Regions from separate parts of the Bos taurus genome. Here region 2 is linked to region 1. Evidence: chromatin contacts called from public Hi-C data. All regions are on one chromosome and are shown on one strand. The core of a region is the stretch at or near the end of the contact, and the rest is flanking DNA. Distances in the headings are between cores, read along the strand shown.

The links. Hi-C and Micro-C count contacts between places; a contact is called where the count stands out from the background.
Region 2: a Hi-C map of skeletal muscle shows a contact between it and region 1, with 4 times the contacts expected there. The contact joins the enhancer-like site here to the promoter of XPO4 in region 1. A contact is called at or near these places in 3 of 11 Hi-C or Micro-C datasets (liver, skeletal muscle and skin fibroblasts).

The regions. Positions count from the first base shown.
Region 1 is chr12:35,697,319-35,704,529 of ARS-UCD2.0, reverse strand. XPO4 (exportin 4) reads right to left here and starts at 3,628. Exons shown (of 23, transcript NM_001098889.2): 1 at 3,560-3,628. The coding sequence starts at 3,628. It overlaps LATS2 (large tumor suppressor kinase 2), which reads right to left. Exons shown (of 10, transcript XR_003037539.2): 9 at 7,050-7,195; 10 at 4,180-4,253.
Region 2 is chr12:35,824,293-35,831,190 of ARS-UCD2.0, reverse strand. All of the region lies in intron 2 of IL17D (interleukin 17D), which reads left to right. It overlaps LOC132346770 (a long non-coding RNA gene), which reads left to right. Exons shown (of 3, transcript XR_009496720.1): 3 at 1-1,521. Among named protein-coding and RNA genes, the nearest start is that of IL17D, 21 kb to the left of the region's middle. Within about 2 kb of position 1,835, at least 30 of the 102 cell types and tissues checked have an H3K27ac peak or open chromatin away from gene starts, as enhancers often do. A contact at or near this core is called in liver and skeletal muscle, where this site is marked.

The sequences.
Region 1 (7,211 bases), core at 2,379-4,878:
TAAGACCGTGCTCCACAACTTCTGAGCTTGTGCCCTAGGGCCCATGCTCCACAGGAGAAACCGCCAGTTCACTACAACTAGGGAGTAAGCCCACACCCAACAACGAAGTCCCACAGCAGCCAAAAAAAGAATCAAATAAAATGGAAAGAACTGTTCTACAGCACTACATTTTAGCCAATGCTTTTAAAATGTTAACCAAATTCCACAATAAAAACCATGAAAACCATTCATGAACCCCTCTCATTAAAGTTGCATTTAGATTCATTAAAATCTATTTCAGTTTTAAAACAAATTTATATTATCACTGCACACACTCATTAAGGACAATCACAATAAACTGTGGAAAATTCTGAAAGAAATGGGAATACCAGACCACCTGACTTGCCTCTCGAGAAACCTATATGCAGGTCAGGAAGCAACAGTTAGAACTGGACATGGAACAGACTGGTTCCAAATAGGAAAAGGAGTATGTCAAGGCTGTATATTGTCACCCTGCTTATTTAACTTCTATGCAGAGTACATCATGTGAAACGCTGGGCTGGCAGAAGCACAAGCTGGAATCAAGACTGCCGGGAGAAATATCAATAACCTCAGATATGCAGATGATACCATCCTTACGGCAGAAAGTGAAGAAGAACTAAAGAGCCTCTTGATGAAAGTGAAAGAGGAGAGTGAAAAAGTTGGCTTAAAGCTTAACATTCAGAAAACTAAGATCATGGCATCCGGTCCCATCACTTCATGGCAAATAGATGGGAAAACAGTGGAAACAGTGGCTGACTTTATTTTTCTGGGCTCCAAAATTACTGCAGATGGTGACTGCAGCCATGAAATTAAAAGACGCTTACTCCTTGGAAGGAAAGTTATGATCAACCTAGACAGCATATTAAAAAGCAGAGACGTTACTTTGTCAACAAAGGTCCATCTAGTCAAGGCTATGGTTTTTCCAGTAGTCATGTATGGATGTGAGAGTTGGACTATAAAGAAAGCTGAGCACCGAAGAATTGATGCTTCTGAACTGTGGTGTTGGAGAAGACTCTTGAGAGTCCCTTGGACTGCAAGGAGATCCAACCAGTCCATCCTGAAGGAGGTAAGTCCTGGGTGTTCAGGACTTATCTACTGAACACTGGAAGGACTGATGCTGAAGCTGAAACTCCAATACACTGGCCACCTGATAAGAAGAGCTGACTCATTTGAAAAGACCCTGATGCTGGGAAAGATTGAGGGCAGGAGAAGGGGACGACAGAGGATGAGATGGTTGGATGGCATCACCAACTCAATGGACATGAGTTTGGGTAGGCTCTGAGAGTTGGCATTGTACAAGGGAGGCCTGGTGTGCTGCAGTTCATGGGTCGCAGAGTCAGACGCGACTGAACTGAACAGTAAGTAACTGAAAGAGGTTTGACAATCTTCAGTTAAGTTGCTCAATTGTGTCCAACTCTTTGTGACCCCATGGACTTCAGCATGCCAGGTAACCCCAAATAATTATTTCACCTGCTTTCTATTCCCACTACCCCAAAGGCTAAAAACCACGGGTTGGTAACAGATGAACCTGCGTTGGATTTCCCACTCTCTACCACTTTCTTTGAAAATTTAGGTAAATTACTTAACATCTACATATTTCAGTCCCTTAGTCCATAAAATGAAAATGAAAGTAGTAACTACCTCACAGTTACTGATGATCAAATAAGGTAATACATGTGAAGTGGTTGGCATAGTGCCTCACACACAGTAAGCAGTGGGTAAAATGTCAATTGTCACTCTTAAGATGGACTGCAGCTTCCATCTGGGAAACCATGCAGTCTCTCTTAAGCGTCCACACTATCAAACAGTAAGTGAACTTTCCAAAAAGAAATTTTCTATTTTAATAACACTTTTTTCAATACTCTTCTCTGGAAAGATTTCAAGTATGTAAACAGAATCCAATACAACACACAGGAGAGGTGGTGAGGCAGAGCAGAAAGAGACCCAGCTTTAGCACCACAGATGGGAATTGTACACCTAATTCAGCCACTAAGTAATTATGTAACCTGGCTACTTAAGCTCTCTCTCAACCTTGTAAAGGGGTTGCAAGGATTAACAAAGTATGTAAAGCATCAAGCACAGTGTCTGGAGGGTGATATGCACTCAGTTACTAGTATTTACTAGACTCTTCTCCCCTACTCCCTTACAGGTGATAAGAATAGCTTTGCAGGGAAGAGAAAAGGTCCTACCAAGCACAAATACTAACCAGTACTAAGATCAACAATGAAGGACAACTATTTTATATTAATCTCCATGAGAACTAAAGCAGTGTTGGGGTGGGGGGGGTCACATACTCCTTCTAAAGTCTAATGAAAACGAGGCCTTTACCTTATAGAAAATTTCCAGATATCTCAGGAAACGCTCTAAGTCAGAAATTTTAAGAACATGGTATTTAAGGGGAATAATAGCTAGTTTTTTCCTGGACTTAAGTTGCAAGAGTCTGAAAACGTTCCCTAAGTCACTTTTTGTGATAAAAACGATTCACCTAACTTCGTTCATATTGCGGCAAGTAAACCCAGCTTTAATTAAACTTCTCAGCTTCATAAGCTAAATTTCATAAGCTATCTGGTCTTGGGTGTGAAAACAAAACTTGATAAAAGGAACTAAAAACTATATGAGAATTAGTTCAAATGTCTTTAAATGTGATGTAACCCGAACACCGAACCAAAAGGGGGTAAAAGGTGCAAAAAGGTACCGAAGATTGCTGCATCCAATTCTTAGGAAGGCTATTTGTCATTCAAGGAATCAAGTCTCTAACTTCCAAAGAAATCTACAAACACGGAAGTCGTGGTTTACAAAAACAAAACTGAGCCAGCAAATAGTTTACTGAGTAACTAAACATGGTTTATCCTTGCTTCTACTCTAAGTGGAATGCCTTACTCTTTGACTCGGCCTCACCTTCTCGAGTAGGTAATAACCTACTGACTAAATTGTTCTGTTCATTGTACTGCAGCAGGAAAAAGTCCAGCAGAGCTGCACACCCAACTCTCCACAACGCACGACCCGCACGGAGCTCGGTCCCAGACAAAGTTCTGTCCCAATGACCTTGGTCCTAGGATATTCCTCCCTCCCTCCCGCCGTTCCTTCCTTGTGCGGGCGGCTGCGACTGCCCAGCCGCGGTCGCAGGTGGGAGAAAGCGCTCGGGGACCCAAAGGCACGAGCGGAACCACAGCTGCAGACGGCACCCGGGCCATGCCAGCCCTCCATCGGCACCCGCTCCCCAGCGGCGCGCACAGCCCCGACCTAGCGCCCGCCTCCCCCCGACCCCAAGCGGAGGGCCGGGGCTCACGAAGCATTTCTCCGGCCCCACTCGGTGGAGCGGCTGGGGCGCCGCACAGCCAGGGAGCGGACAGTCCGGCCAGGGGCGCAGAGACAGGAGCGCAGGCGGAGGAGAGTCCTGCGCCACGCCACCGCCGCCTGCTCCAGCTCTGGGCTCCCGGGAGGCCCCAGCCGGTGGCCAGTCCGGCGGGGGCCAAGGCCGAGCACGGCAGCGCCGCCAGAGACCGCGGGCGCGGGGCGCGGGGGCGCGAGCACTCACCATCAGAACTTTGGCCGCGTTCTCCAGCTGAGCGATCACTTCTGGGGGCCCCAGCGCCGCCGCCATCATGGTCTCTCTTCAATGACGCGCCATGCGGTGCATTTTGGGAGCGGGCGCCCGACCGGCCAATCGCGAGATTCCTCGGGCTCGCGCGCTCCCGCCGAGCCGTCGCGGCCGCCGACGTCGACGCGGGGTCGCGGGGTCAGGGCTGCGGGCCGGCGGGCAAGGGCTGCGGGCGCTCCCTCGGGGTTCGTCCGCCCGCTTGCTCGCTCGCTCGCCGCCGGGCCGGGGGCGCCTCCGGCCCTGCCGTGTCCTCTGCGGACGCGTCCCTCTCGGGCAGGGCGGCTTGCGTCCCGCGAGATCGCGTGCTCCGCGCTCGCGTGCCCCCGTGCGGGGCCGACTTCCTGGCGGAGCCGGCGGGCAGGTCCGGCAGAGGGGCTCGGAGTCCAGCTTCCCCACCCGGGCCTGAGAGCGCCCTGTCCGCGCTCGCGCCGGCCCTCACTGCTGAGACCAGGCTCTGTTCTGAGCGACACCTGCATACCTGCTACTAGCTTCCACCTCTTGGTGCCGGTCTGCTTCTTGGGGTACACAGAAAGTCACTTTCGTTTCAGTGTAAGTTCCCTCTGTTGACAACTTCATTTCTTCTTCCAGTTGTAAATAAGCCATAGTTGCGGGTTTTCCCTTTTTTATGTCCCTGCAATAGAATTGCATTGTTAGCTTCTTTGAGAAACGAGTTATTATATTTGGCATCTCTACAACATGAAGTTGAGGAAGTGAGTGAATTAACAAGGTTTTTATGCTTAAGAAACAAAGGAAGTACCTCTTATTTCGTTACAAAAGGGTAAAGTGAGTGCAGTTAATGGCTTTTTAAAAAAATTGTGTGAAATTGGTTCACATAGTGCCTCACATGTAGAAGGCATTCAATAAATATTTCACTAAGTACAAATGTCTGGACTTAATGATTTTACGACTGCTCCATGGTGTGAAGCGATACATATTCATTAGAAACTGTACTTCAAATTTTTATCTCTTCCTGGGCAGCATGTGCGGTCAGATACTCACGTGGTGCACAATCAGTAAGGTGAACAACTGATATCTTAGAAACACTGTTTTTCACTTTCAGTACCGTGTTCACTAAATTAAATGAGACAGTCAACACTTTATTATAAAACAGACTCGCTATTAGATTATTTTGCCCAGCTGGAGGCTAATATAAGTGTTCTGACCACCTTTAATGTAGGTGAGGCTAAGCTGTGAGGTTTGGTAGGTTGGATGTATTAAATGCATTTTCAGCTTATGATGTTTTCAACTTATGATGGGTTTATTGGGACTTAACTCCGTCATAAGCCAAGGAAGATCTGTATAGCAATCTGCAAGATTACAAAGCGTCTCCTTTGTAGCGTCCTGCTACAAAGAGTTATTACTGCAGATCAAAGATACATCTTCAAAAGTGTAGACAAATGAGTATTTTATGACATTAAATGTTTGAGGCATATAATGCTTCAGATTGTGCCCTGTGTTCCAGAGCATTTGTTTTGTGCAGCTACACAAGAACTTTGCATCGAGATGCTCTTTGAGAACGAAGAAGAAAAGGTATCTCTGGTTCCTCTGCCTTTTCTAAAACCAGCTTGAACATCAGGAAGTTCACGGTTCACATAATGGTGAAGCCTGGCTTGGAGAATCTTGAGCATTACTTTACTAGCATGTGAGATGAGTGCAATTGTGCAGTAGTTTGAGCTTTCTTTGGCATTGGGTATGCCTTTAACACCTGTGATGTCCTGGGCTCCAAAAGTGATTAGTTGAATATATTATATACTTTTCCTTGGAAACAGGTTTAGTTTGGGAGATTTGGGGTGGTTTTTTGGTCTGTGTGTGTGTGTGTGTGTGAAGCCATAAACATCTTGTCAACACAAACATGCTGATTGAAATACTTTAGAGCCACAGTTCTCAGAGTGTAGGCTAGGGACACTTACTAAGTCCCAGAACACAAAGGAGTTCCCTAAGATCCTATCAGAGGATCTTGGTCAAAACTATTTTCAGATGGCTATAGTCCTATAGCCATGGATGGATGGCATTACCAAGTCAATGGACATGAACTTGGGCAAACTCCAGGAGATAGTGAGGGACAGGGTGGCCTGGCATGCTGCAGTCCATGGGGTCACAAAGAGTCGGACATGACTGAGCAACTGAACAATAGTCCTATCAGTAACTACTCTGAATTGATTCAACTCCCCAGTCAAGACACAGATTAGCTAAATGGATTAAAAACACAGGATCCAACTATATGTTCCCTCTTATTACTTCTATTCAACATACTAATGGATGTCCTAGCCAAAGCAATTAGATAAGATAAATAAAAGGCATCCAAATCAAAAAGGAAGAAGAATTATCTCTACACAGATGATGTGACCTTATATATAGAAAATCCTAAAGAGTCCACAAAAATCTGTTAGAACTAATCAATGAATTCAGCAAAGTTACAAAATATAAAATCAATTTTAAAATGTCAGTTGCATTTTTATATACTAACAATGAGCCATCAGGAAAGGAAATTAAGAAAACAGTTTCAGGGAATTCCCTGGTGGTCCCATGGTTAAGAACCCACCTTCCACTGCAGGGGACTCAGGTTCCATCCCCGAAGAACAAAGACCCCATGTGCCTCATAGCAATTAAGCCTTTAACCCAGCAAGCCTCAAACACAGCCTGCATGCCACAACAGAGAGCCTGCGTCCCACGTGCTGCAGCTAAGACCCAATGCAGCCAAATAAATACTTGTTTAAAAAAGAAATTTTATCCAAGTCAAAACTACAATGAAGACTTACAGGGAACATAAATTATGTGACAGAGTGAGAGATTATTCTATTTTACTTGAGAGACTCAAGAACAAATCTCTCTTTAAAAAGGCATTTCTAAACCCAAATTAAATGCCCACACTTAATAAAAATAATTCTATATCAACAGAGGACACCTGATCCAGAAAGTGTTAAGGGATCTTATGACCCAAAGTTCTGAAAACTTTGAAGGCAGCAGTATAAAACCGAATTATTATATCAAATTTATAGGAGCGTAATATATTTCTCCAGAAATAAAAACATAAGACCAAAAGGGAACCGTGTCTTTAAAATATTTCCTTGGTACAGAAAGCATATTTCTGCACATATGATATGTCTGAAATGTTACTATTTGGAGTTCTTAAATATTAAATACTTGATTAACATACCACAGTTCTGATGTCTTTCAAAGTAACTGTAAACAGCAGTGCTCTATCCCTCCTGTTCTCACAACATATCATCTTGAAATTTACTTCTAAACCAGTTTAACCAAGTACAATATCCCATCTTCCTTATAAAGTTGAATGTTATAAGGCATCCATCCCATTAAAGTTTTTGAGACTGGGATGAAGACCTCTTTTCCAAAGAGGTCTCTGGAATTCCCCCAACAACCCAGCAACCTAAAGGCATGAGTTGCATCTGATTTCCAAAGGCTTTACCCAAGCCCCCTGCTGCTGGGGAGCCTCCAGGTACTCAGCCGGCCAGAGGCTCAGTCCAAGGGGCGACCACCTAAGGGGCTACTGTGCCATCGCAGCGCATGATGTCATGGTGTGGAAAGGCCATTCGAGGGTAGGGGCTTCCTCACCTGGAAAACAGAAATT
Region 2 (6,898 bases), core at 586-3,085, 130 kb before region 1:
ATTACCATTGAATCACCTGGGAAGCCCTGTATCCTGACACTTGACCAAATTCACGGAGTCTAGTAGTTTTCTGGTAGTGTCTTTAGGATTTTCTATGTATAGTATCTTGCTTCTGTGTATAGCCTGAGTGTCATTACCTTCAGTCATAGAGCATCTTTCCTGGTAGGTTCTGGTCTGTGTTATCAGTAGCTGCTCTGTAAATGTTTGTCATTTTGGTGTAAATGTTTGTCATTTTGGTGTGCCTGTGAGAGGACATGAGTTCGTGGTCTTCCTGCTCCACCATCATGGCCAAGCTCCAAAAAAAGGGGTTGGGCAAAGCATCTGAATTTTACAGTGGAAAGCAGAAAGGGAAATTTACCAGTCATGAGGAAAGAGCAGACACTGGAGAAACGGAGCTTCAGTGGGTCATGACAGCCGCCCATTTCCCAAGAGCCTTGGCTTGGCGGGAACCGTGCGCTCTCACAGGCTGCACGGAGGTCAGAGCCCTGGGACCCAGAGCCTGGGTGTACGGGGCGGGGGCCCAGCCAGGATGCAGGTGCAGAGGCCACTGTTCCCCTGCTGTGCTCCCACCCATGGGCTCTTAGAAAAGCAACATTCAGCCTCCAGAATAGAAAAATATTTTCTCATTTACTTTGTGGCATCCTGTTTATTTCTCTTAAGCTTAGAAACAAATATGACAAAAATAAAATCAGTGTGGTTGCTCAATAGATATTTTTAAGCTACACTGACATATTAAGGAACCTATTATAAGAACACAGGTTTATTAGGGTTTAAAGATACACACTGCTGTATTGACTCCCCAAAGATAAATACCCTCCAACACGCTGTGTAATTTTTACTTGTTTATATTCCTCAATTTTGGGTATAGTCTAAAGATAACTTTCCTTTGGGGTTTATATTTTTAGGCTTTGCTACTTTTCTTTGTTGATTCCTCCTGGATCTTTAAGTCACCACACCTACATTTATTCTGTAGTAGACAAGCGCATGGATCAAGCAGCAGCTCGGGAATAAACGGAGGGAGAAAGCAGCAGAACAGGGAGGGGGGCGGACCAGCAGGGGAGGCCGAGGACCTGACAGGCGGGGTGGGGGCCGCCATCTGTGGGGCCGGGGGGATGAGCCTGCCTGGGGGACCTGCACGGGCGTCCCGGGGTTAGGGGGCGGTGGCAAAGTGGAATTTTCCCACGAGAACTCAGTTGGCTCTGCTCTCTGCACCCCAAACTCTGTGCAGGTAACTGGGGAGCAGGGGTGGAACACCAAAAGCTTTTGGAGGGGGTCACCCCTGTCCCAGCCAGGCCAGCAGGGTGCCCACAGGGGTCATCCTCATTCCCACGAGCCCCTCAGTGGGTGTTTGTTGATGTTGGTTTCAGGAGGTTGAAACAGGTGCTCTCTCCCCCAACCCCCACCCCCGACCCCACGTCAGCCGCCCTCCTCGCAGTGCCCCCTCGTGGAATCCACTGCCCAGGGCTATGCCCTGGACATCATTTTTTCTTCACTGTAAAAGAACTGTAAAATTGTAAATAATATTTTTTTTTTCGTATTTATTTGGCTGTGCGGGGTCTTAGTAGTGGCGTGTGGAGTCTAGTTCGACCAGGAATTGAACCCAGGTCCCCTGCACTGGGAGCATGGAGTCTTAGCCACTGGATCACCAGGGAAGTCCCGGTAAAAGAATATTAAGTGGAGTAGAGAGGTAGAGAGCCTGACGCTGGGGACAGCCCTCCCCTTTCTTAGTCTCCCTGCTTAGCTTTGTCTCTAAGACCTCCCTCCCCTAGTGCAGGGTCAGACCCGTGTTCAGGCACCTAGGGCACGGTGCCCATGGGCAGGAGTGGGGCTCCCAGGGGTGGCCGCTAGGGGGCAGCACCGGCCCACCCGCCCTCAGCCCTTGCGTCTTTGAACCTGGGGAGCCATGTCTCTGTCTCCTTTGCAAGTTCACTGCCGCCTGGGGCTGTTTCACTGTCCTAATGACTTAGAAAGGAAGCTTTCAGCCCTCACCGGGGTCTGTGTCTTGTCTACACATCGTCCCGGGCGCTGAGTCCTTTCTGTTACGAAGGGCAGGGAGGGAGGGAGAAGAGGGCCAGGCGGGTGGCCTCCAGCCACAGCATGTGACACATAGGGGTGGGGGCGGGCATCCTCAGACTCCGAGGTAGAGAAAGGACAAGCTCATTGTTGAAACCTGCTTGTTAAATGTTGGCGTGACTCCCTGGCATATTTTTACGGATAAATGACTTTAATAAGTCAAGATCCTGTATCGTTTTTCTTTTTCTCCAAGCTTCTCAGAGCACAGCAGGCTTGGCTCCAGCCACCACTGTTTGAGAGTAAAAATACAAGTGCCATTGGGAGCCTTGTCACAGGGTGAGAGTGTTGTGCCTTAAAGGTTGTCTTCTCCGACTGCTGGGTTTTGCTCTACGTGGTTTCCTTGGGTGCATGACTGTTCCATGACGTAGTCACTTCTCAGATCCTGATGTCCGGATACAGTGTCTGTGCTCTTCAGGCCAACATGGGGCCGTGCAGGCAGAGGGTGGACAAACTCTTGGCATCCATCTTCCAGAGCCGCCTGGTGAGGCTTGGAGGAGGGCGGTGCGTGCGCTGCCCCCAGCTGACGAGGTCAGGGAGACGGTAACCTTCCAGAAGCTCCTCACGAGGGGGTGTCCTGCCCGCTCACCCCAGGGACAGCGCGAGAACATGGCTCCGACCCCAGATTCTGCTGCTTCCCTGGAGCCTCTGTGGCAAGAGTTCTGTTTTCCTTTGAAGAGACCTGCTGGCTGCCCAGAATGCGTGGCATCTGCCCCGAGGGAGGAGACGGCCAGGGACTTCTGGCTTACCTGGCCCCTTCTCTGTCCCTGGGCAGCTCTTGGTCCTCCAGTGTCTCCGGGCTCTTCCCTGACCTCCAGGTGGGCGCGTCTGCTGTGGCCTCAGTGGGTTCACCCTTTCCAAGACCCCCGGTGGTGGGGCTGAGCCCCGGGGAGCCTCCGGTCCCCCTGCAGGGATGGGAATGGGGACCAGCCTGGCGGGCAGAGAACCCCATGGGTCTGGCTCAGCTTCAGGATGGCAGCATGGTGGCCTCGGCCTGGGGTGATTGACCCTGGCTGTCCTCACCGGCATGGGGCCAGGTGCTCCCAAGGGGTGGCCTCGGGGTCTGAGTGGGTCAGGCCTGCTGCCCTCCCCACGGCCCTCCCCTGGGATGCACCACCCAGGTTCCTGTCAGGCAGGGCCATGTCGAAGGCCTGTCTGGCTTGGCCTAAGTGCCGGTGCTGAGGTCTTTTGTCCCCTCGTCCCCTTCCCTCCCCCCAGCTGTGGGGCCTTTTCCACAGAGAACCACAGACCCCATCTTGGTGCTTCGTGGCCTCAGACCTGGGCCTGGTGCCCTCCGCTTGGCTGGGCAGGATTGTCTAGGGGGCTTTCAGGCCTGGCCCTGGGCTGAGCTCCAAGCCCTGGGGAGGGCTCAACTGCCTGGCTATGTCTGGCAGTCTCAGCGCCACTCTGTCCATGCTGGGTTAGCAGTGGCCTTGAGCTCTAGTTAGACTCCTCGGCTGGGGTGTCCCAGCGGGTGGTGGGGGGCATCCTGAGATGGAAGTGTATCGGAAAACGCTCCCCACCTCCGAGGTGCCTGGGGCTACAGCCCAGCTGGGGGGCTTCTGTCCTGGGCCTCCTGGTGGCTAGAGGGCTGAGCTCCTGGGTGTGGCCTGAAGGGTGAGAAGTCAGGGCTGTCACAGGCCCCACGTCACCATGTGCTTCTGGAAACCAGTTTGGAAGCCTGGTTTCTGCCCCAGTTGCACCCATGCAGGAGACGTTCCGGCTCTTGGGAAGGGAACATGCCCCCTAAACTTCCCCAAGGGCCACTGCTGTTACTAGCTGTTACCTTGATGGCTGGTGGGAGGTCCCCCTGTCCTTCCCCATCACGGTCTAGGCTATTCTGGGCCCTTTTCTGTCTGTGTGAATTTTAGGGTCAGCTTGCCAAGTTTTAAAAGAGATTGACAAGAACTGCACGACTTGACAGATTACTTTGGGCAGAGTCTCTGATACCTTGGAACCTCGGGATTACAGGCATCTTTTTTAAGCAGAAAACATTGGTAAAAATGTAACTTTATCAGTCCTGCCTTCAGGAAGCTGGGGGACCTCCACTTTGCCGAGAACCAGTGGGAGTGACGTGCCCCTTTTGCTGGTTGGTATCCAGGTCAGAATGAAATTGTAGGTTCAGGACCCTCATTCCAGGCCACCCCTTTAAGAAAGTCTGTTGACCTTGGGATCTGGGGACCCTGGGCTGTTGAGGCCACTTCCTCCAGTGCTTGTGGCGGAGGGCCTTTCCCCACTTCTTCCCGGCTTTGGGGTCTGGGGTCTTGAGACTGACTGCTGTGAAAGAGACGACCCCACAGCCTCTGTTGTTTGTGGACTAGTTTGTGTTTTGCAAAGAGGGAGGGTGGGTTTGTGCACTGACTCGGCAGCTCTGTCCTCGACCTGCTCACCGTCCTCATGAGCTGCTTCAAATTGTTTCCTATGGTCTGGGGCCCGGCGGCTTTTCCTGGCCCTGCCGTCACCCACATTCCTCTGGGCTCGGTTTCCATCCCCTCCTCACGTCCTTTGTTCCTGGATTAAGCCGGCCAGCTGTCGCTGCCTCCGGCCAAGCTTCACATGTGGGTCCCAGCAGAGGAGACCTGGCCCGGTTCCCGTTCCCCTAGGCGGGCGCGCACGCAGAGCAGCTCTGTGGTATGTCCTTGTTGGTGACAGGGACAACCCCTCTGGTGGCTCTTGATGGCAGTGTTCTTCACAAAGTGCTCCAGTCAAGAGTCTTTCTGGGATCTTAAGGCAGGAGGTTGCGGGGGATCCGCTTGAATGTGCATCTGTTCTGTGTCCCGAGGCATCTGGGTCCCTCCCCTCTCCCCGCTGTGGTCCCCACAGGCCCCCTGGTGCTGGGTGCCATGGCATGGATGCGTGGTGCCCCTCCCTTGGCAGCATCTCTGTGTTTTGAGAGAAACCCTGGCCATGAACCCAGATGCTACATGATGGGCGGGGGTCTTGTCCAAGCGCCTTGGCCAGCGCGTCCCCAAGGCCGACTGGTGGGAGAGGGGTGGATATTTTTAGTCGGATGAGGCTTCTGACCCGTCGCTGCATCCAAGCAGCCGTCAGGTCCCCTAGCCAGTGACACGGGGACTGTCACCCGTGTCAAAAGAGAAACCCCAGCCGCGAAAGGGATCTTTGTGCCCCAAGGTCAGACTTAGGTCACAAATGTGGAAGCTGTGCAGGGCCTCTGCCAGGCCAGTTCTGTCCCTCCCGTGGCGGTGTCCACACTGCCTGAGCACCCCCGTGTCGCCCTGAGCCTGTCTGCCACTCACAGGCCTTCGTGGCTCCAAGGGACGGAACTCCAGACTCTGCTCTGGGCTTCAGGGCTCCTGCCACCTCACAGGTTTCTTACAGGTCCCTGCCCCACTGCACACACATGTGCACCCACACATGCACGGCCATTCCCCCAGGTGTGCTGCTCCCTGCCCAGCAGTTCTCTGTCCTCACCTCACTGCTAGGCCTCCCTCGGGGCCTGCGCGGAGTGTCCTGACCCCTGGCTGACAGTGTCAGGTTCAGAGGCACATGGTCACTGTGTGTGTGTGTGTGTAGGCACGCGTGCATGTGTACACACTCACAAGTTTGGTAGTTTATCTAACAGGTAAGGACTCTTAACAAAACCACAGTACCATTAATACACCTCAAAGTGAATACTTCCTTAATATCTTCAAATAGTCTGGTTCAGATTTTCTTGTCTCATATTTTTAAAACTTAAAAATTTTTCTCTTATTATTTAATCCTATGCTTTGAAATAATTTCAAAGTAACAGAAAAACCTGTGAAACTAGCACGAGGAAATCCCCGTGCCCTCTGCCCAGACATCAGCATCACCGCTCAGCACGATGAGGACGCGTGTGAAGGCGGTGCTGGGTTCCGGGACGGGCAGAGGGTCCTGGCGGTGCCTCTTTACTGCCTGGGGTCCAGCCTTGGGGCAGCTCAGGGCCCTCAGTCTGTGACGGTCCCTCCATCCTTTGTCGTGGCACTTTGTGACACTCTAAAACAATGCTGGAGTGTTGTTTTGTTGAATGTCCCTCTCTAAGGGTTTGATGTTTTTTAAGCAATCATATAATTTCTCATCCAAATGAAAACACTTGTTAATTGGGACTCGGTTCCTTACTGCACCCGACTCATCTGGAGGTGTAAACCAGGTCAGCAATGCTCGGGCACTTAGTCTCTCTGCTCAGGCTCTTAGTTTGTTGAGATATAATCGACAGGTTGTGTTAGTTACAGTTGTACAGTATAATGATTCAATATCTGCATATGTAACAAAATGATCACCATGATAAATCACTATCTCCTAGAGTTTGCTCAAACTCATATCCATTGAGTTGTTGATGGTATCCAACCATCACATCCTCTGTTGCCTCCTCCTCCTCCTCCCTTCAGTCTTTCCCAGCATCAGGGTCTTTTCCAGTGAGTTGGCTTTTCCCATCAGGTGGCCAAAGGATTGGAGCTTCAGCATCAGTCCTTTCAATGAATATTTAGGGTTGATTTCCTTTAGAATGGCTTCCCTGGTAGTTGAGCTGGTAAAGAATCCGCCTCCAATGCAGGAGACCCTGGTTCAATTCCTGGGTTGGGAAGATCTGCGGAGAAGGGACAGGCTACCCACTCCAGTATTCTTGGGCTTCCCTTGTGGCTCAGCAGGTAAAGAATCCACCTGCAATGCAGGAGACCTGGTTTTGATCCCTGGGTTGGGAAGGTCCCCTGGAGAAGGGAAAGGCTTTACCCACACCAGTATTTTTTTTTTAATTAATTTATTTTAATTGGAGGCTAATTACAATATGGTAATGGTTTTTGCCATACATTGGCATGAATCAGCCATGGGTGTGCATGTGTCCCCCATCCTG